Linked DNA regions of Mus musculus: region 1 is linked to region 2. Evidence: chromatin contacts called from public promoter capture Hi-C data. All regions are on one chromosome and are shown on one strand. The core of a region is the stretch at or near the end of the contact, and the rest is flanking DNA. Distances in the headings are between cores, read along the strand shown.

Region 1 (2,700 bases), core at 123-2,622, 310 kb before region 2:
CAGGTCAGTGAGCTTCAGGTTCAATGAGAGAAAATGTCTGAAATAAAGCAAAAGATGAAGAATGTGGAGGAAGACATACAGTGACAGACTCTGGTCTTGTATGTGCATACATACACACAACACAACCTACACAGACACCACAAACATACACACACGAACACATACCTGCAAACAAAACAACTCAGACACCACACACATACACAATCCACAAGGCACCACACAATACACACATACACACATGAATACATATACCATAGATACACACACACACATCAACACACATGAACATACACACACACACACCACAACCTACACCAACACACACACACACATGAACACATACATACACGCAATACAACCCACACATATATCACACACGTACATACATGAACACATATACCAAAGGCACACACACCTGAACACTTATACTACAGGCACACACACATGCACACACATGAACACACATATGAACATATACAAACACACACACACACACATGAACACACACAATGATGATTTTTCACCTCGAATTCACTCACACATTTCTTCACCTACACATTGATTTCATTCTTGGTATAACTAATAATTTCACCATGAGCTAATAATATTAGAGCAGGTGGGTGAAAGCTCAAATGTGAGCCTACCTCATCTGATGTTCTCTTCACATTTCTGTGTTCACTGGTCCACTCCACTCTAACTGTTGCCCCTTGCCATGCATTTTGCTGTTTAAAACGTTAGTAAAAATCCAATGTTTCTTTTTGAAGAAGCTCTCCAACATCTCATCAAATCATTGAAAATAAATTATTTTTAACATCAAAGTATTTAGTAGAATAGATTTAAAACAGTTCTGCATTTATAAATGGATGTTTATACATTTGGTATATTTGTGACTATATCTTTGATATATACAAGTAAGTTTTATAATTTGTGTCTGTGCGCACGGACATGTATGTGCATGCAAGTTTGCATGCATGTAAAATTTCCAGCTTAATCAATGAGTCACATACTCTATTCTTTGTCCAAAGACAGTGATTTATTGGCCCTTTTCTATTTTGAAACCATCACCAGTAAATGAAGCTACTTTTAATGATTCTTTCCTGAACGTTGCCTCGGGCCCCATTTTGATGCCATAAGCAAGTCTCTAGCACTCCCAATGCACGACACAATTACTATATCTAATAATCCAAGGGAACTCTTTAAAATGATGGAAAATGTTTTCCACCAATCAAAGATTCCTGACCTCCCAGGCTGGACCTCAACCCAGTCACTGCTCACTGGCTCATTTCCCATTACCTTTTAGCCTCTGCCACTAAATATCTGAGAACCACTAACAAGAACTATTTATTTTGCTGACGGTTACAGAAGGAACAGCCCATGGACTCTTGACCCCAAGCCTTTGAATAGATCTTCACACTGGCAGAGGGTGTGGTGGAGGAAATCCTCTGCTTCAGCTCAGATAGGAAACAGAGAAAATTCTTCCCAAAACCTTCAAAGGCCCAGACACAATGACGTCTTTCCTCTACCTTGGCAGCTATCTCCCAAAGTTTCTGCAACCTAAAGAAATCGCACCAGAGTCTAGGGAAGAGACATTCAAACCATGAGCCCACTGGGGACATTCCATATTTAAAGTATAGCAGACTTATTCAAGTAGCTTCATTTTTTTTCTCTTTCTTGTTTTAAACATATCGAAGCAATATTGAAATATCCAGACTCTCATGACGTCCGTGTTACTCTCCTTGACCTTCTATGAAACTAACCTAAGATCCCGTACTGAGTAGACTGAGTGTGATCCTTGCCTTTCTGTGCCTGGTTTCGTTCCTTTAATGTATTTATAAACATACACATGCGATTCATTTCTTTCTAAGACCCAAATTTCTTTATGAAAGTTTGCTTTTAATTGCTATATTTCCTTCCCTTGCTAGCATGCTTAATATTTTTCCTATTCTTGGCATCCTCTCATTTACTGCAGTGTATGCAGGTAGGACTTCACCATACTTCATCCCAAATATTCACCTGTTGGATTCATGATTCTCACTTCAGGTATAGGAGCTGGAATCTTCAAGATAAAGGGTTGGCTGGGAGGTTATAAGGTCAATTGAAGACTTGCCCTGAGTAGAGACCATGGGACCCTGGTCTTCTTCAGGCTTTAGGTCTTACTGGCAATCATCACCTGTTACTTGCATTCCCAACACTGACCTCTCCAATGAAGTGACAGAGCCAAATCAGGCCCCTCATCCCAGCCTGCAATGTGCTATTTCCACCTTTAAGATTTCAAAACTACAAGCTGAATAATTTTTTTTAAATAAAGGTTATCCACCTTGGGTATTTCAAATGAAATGTAATGCAAGGCTGACTAATATGTATTCGGTTTCTCTCATCACTATCCCTGCATTTTGTACATGAATATTTATGAGTTTCTTCAAACATGAAAACTTGTAGTTAATTTTTGCAAATATTACGTCTTCTATATTTCTTGTATCCTTTCTGGAAAGTCTGCTAATTATGCTGGATTTTATGTGGTGTGTGAATCTTTCTGACACTTTTTTTAAAAACAGTGTATATTTTGGACAATCTCTTAAAGTATACATTTAGCACTAATTATTTTTAACAAATCAAAAGTTTCTGCATTCTAACTTATCCACTGAGTTTTTACCTTCCATAATAGCAGTTTCCAACCTTGATAACCTTTTAGATTATTTC
Region 2 (2,700 bases), core at 59-2,558:
ACTACTGATGGCTAAGTATAGAAGTTGTCGATTTACAATTAAAGCAGTGTGCTTCAAATATTAATATTAATAACTACAATGCCTGGACACATGAAAAGACCTTTTCATCTTCAAAGCACTTCTCACGAATTAACCCCTTACAGCTCTCTGGCCTGGGTTCTGGAACCGCAGGTAAATCAGAGCCATAGAGGCCACCAGCTGCCCCACGAGGACCGAGCCTGCCAAACCAAAGTCTTTCTTGCTAGATAAAAAAGGCGGTGAGGTAATCCAGACCCCAGCTGATGAAAGAGTTAAAGTGTCGGGTAATTTTACAAATCAAACAAAGTGGCCAGAGGTACATTTCAGGATCTGGATTTCCTGTTGTTTCCCACCCAGTTCCATGCAGCGATACAAAGTAGGAAGGAAAAGGGCTTCGGGATGAGAGAAGAGAAGAAAAAAAAAAAAAAAAGAAAAAAGAAAAAACCCAGAAGGGAACCTTACAATGGAATGTCATGATCTTGCCACCCAGCATCTTTGCACAGTTCACTCACAGAAAAGTCAACTTTGAAAGGTGATAGAAGACAACCTTACAGTAACAAGAAGCCTCCATCCCTTGCAAAGGGGAATTGCAGTCCCAACTCCAGCCTCCCCCGGGATAGCAGTACAGTTTGGGGGAAGAAAGTCCCTCGGACCTGGAGACACCCCCACAACCAATGACCCACAGAGCCTGACAAAGAATTGGTGAGCTCTTGTATGACTTAAGTCTCGAAGTAGAAGAAGTGATAGGCTGGCTTTTCAGAAGGTCTTGGCCAGTAGCAATTTCCCCTCTACGAAAGCAGTTCATTAAGTTGCTGGTAAGAGGTGGGGCAGAGCAGATAGTAGACTTCACTAAGAATGAAAAAAAAATAAGAAAGAAATTTTCTAAGCAAAACTACAGTTTTATTTAAAGGGTTTGCAAGGGGTATTCAGAATTGTGATATGCCATTTGCAAGGATCAACAATGTGTGCTGGGGGGGGGGGGAGGTGGAAGGTGACAAGAGTCTTGATGTTTAAGCTTATCTAATGAGAGCAGGAAATAGTTTTCAAAAATATTGTTAAACAATGGGATATGTGAAAAGGCAAAGACGGAAAAAAAAAGAAGAGAAACAGCTGCATCCTGAAAGTTTCACAATTTACCCTTTAATTCGTAAAATTTGGGGGTGGTGGGAGGAAAAGTGAAAAGAAAGTTTCCGACAGAAACTCAGCTCTCACTTACTAATTTGCTGCAGAGACGGGTGAGGAATGGAGTGAGCTTCACCGAAGGTCTGCGGCTCTTTCCAGCTACTACCTGCGGGGAATCCTTGGCTCCCGGGCTAAAGAGGATGCAGAGACCATAATACTCCTAATAGAGCTGCCTCCTGAAATGGGGGGTGTGGTCAAGCTAGGGAAGCAGAAGAGGCGGTATTCAGCCAGGCTCTGGCACCAAGGCAGTGGTCTCCAGGGCAGGCACTGTGATCTAAAGGGGAGCTGTTTGTGGCAGCGCTAAATTACACCTGATTAGTTTTATCCTTCTACTGATACTTCAACTAAATATTACTGATCCGGGGCAAAGTGCACAAGGGGCAGGGAGGGAGAGAGCAAGGGGGGAGGGAGAGAGGGAGAGAGAGACAGAGAGAAGAAGGGAGGGAGGGAGGGAGGGAGAGACAGAGACACTTGGCATGCACCAGATTGGTGCTCTACTGGACATGTGACTACTTCTGCCCCACATGGCTTGACTTTCTCAGTGAAACTGTGTTCATTTAGCCTAGGCCTTGAATCATGGGGCAGAGGGTCCTGTAAAACCACTCAGGGGGCTGTCTCTAGCAGGATGCCTGACACCCACTCACCTACTTAGGTTTCTTGTGACTCTTTATTAACCTGATGTGTGAAGTATGCCTTGTTCATATTGGGCCTGCCATGAGAAACACCACAGTGTATTTCTTCGTGAATAAGAAGATTTTGGCTCAGATCGCATCAGATGATCTCACCGGTCTCCACTCACTAGCGTGGATTAAATTGTTGTCATGTTTCCCTGACTGCATGCAGAGGGGGAGACGGCCAAAAGCAAAGGTGGAGGTTCCAAAAAGTAAGGCATCTCTTCTAAGCATTGTTCCAGGTGATCTGGCCATCGATGAACATTAGTGGATTTCATTTGTCCATGATGTAGTGATTAAAAGGAAGAAATATCCATAAATGTCTCTTTTTAACAAAGCATACGCAATATGAAAGTTTTAAGCAACTCTAGGCAAACATACACAATATCACTTCTTCACTTAAGGGCATGACGATAATGTTACAGTGAAATCTCATTTCTATGAATAGGGGAAAATTGGAAAAGTTTATATTGCTTGCAGTTCCAAGACTTTTGCCCTAAGATTCCATTGATGTTGAGTAATGGATGAGTCAATTGCTTCCTTCCCTTCTTAATGAAGACACAACTACTCCACTTGAAATTCCACAAAGACCCAAAATGTCATTCAGAAAATCATCATGTTTATCCATCGCTGGTAGCTTGCAGCTCACACAGGAACTAATGCCCGTGTTCCCCTCCTGTGTATTAACACGATGTAGATAAAAGCTGTCTTTTCCTATTGGCTCAGTCCACTTAGTTTAACCAATGTCGGCACCAAGAACTGGTCTCAGCACTGGGAATCTAACCAGATCACACTACTGTGGGAAGAGAGTCACAAACACCAACTAGTT

What was found. Promoter capture Hi-C pulls out the DNA fragments that hold promoters and counts their contacts.
Region 1: a contact with region 2 is called in a promoter capture Hi-C map of liver, with 6 times the contacts expected there. The contact joins the enhancer-like site here to the promoter of Ets1 in region 2. A contact is called at or near these places in 15 of 39 promoter capture datasets (the 3T3-L1 cell line, 3T3-L1-derived adipocytes, the C10 cell line and 11 more), 4 of 484 Hi-C or Micro-C datasets (liver and uterus), 15 of 115 datasets of contacts at active chromatin or transcription factors (bone marrow-derived macrophages, cardiomyocytes, craniofacial prominence and 12 more) and 2 of 9 other capture datasets (adipose tissue and embryonic stem cells).

What each region holds. Positions count from the first base shown.
Region 1 is chr9:32,947,928-32,950,627 of GRCm38.p6, reverse strand. No RefSeq gene overlaps it. Among named protein-coding and RNA genes, the nearest start is that of Gm27162, 20 kb to the right of the region's middle. Within about 2 kb of position 1,372, at least 4 of the 459 cell types and tissues checked have an H3K27ac peak or open chromatin away from gene starts, as enhancers often do. A contact at or near this core is called in liver, where this site is marked.
Region 2 is chr9:32,634,849-32,637,548 of GRCm38.p6, reverse strand. Ets1 (E26 avian leukemia oncogene 1, 5' domain) reads right to left here and starts at 1,308. Exons shown (of 10, transcript NM_001372534.1): 1 at 1,235-1,308.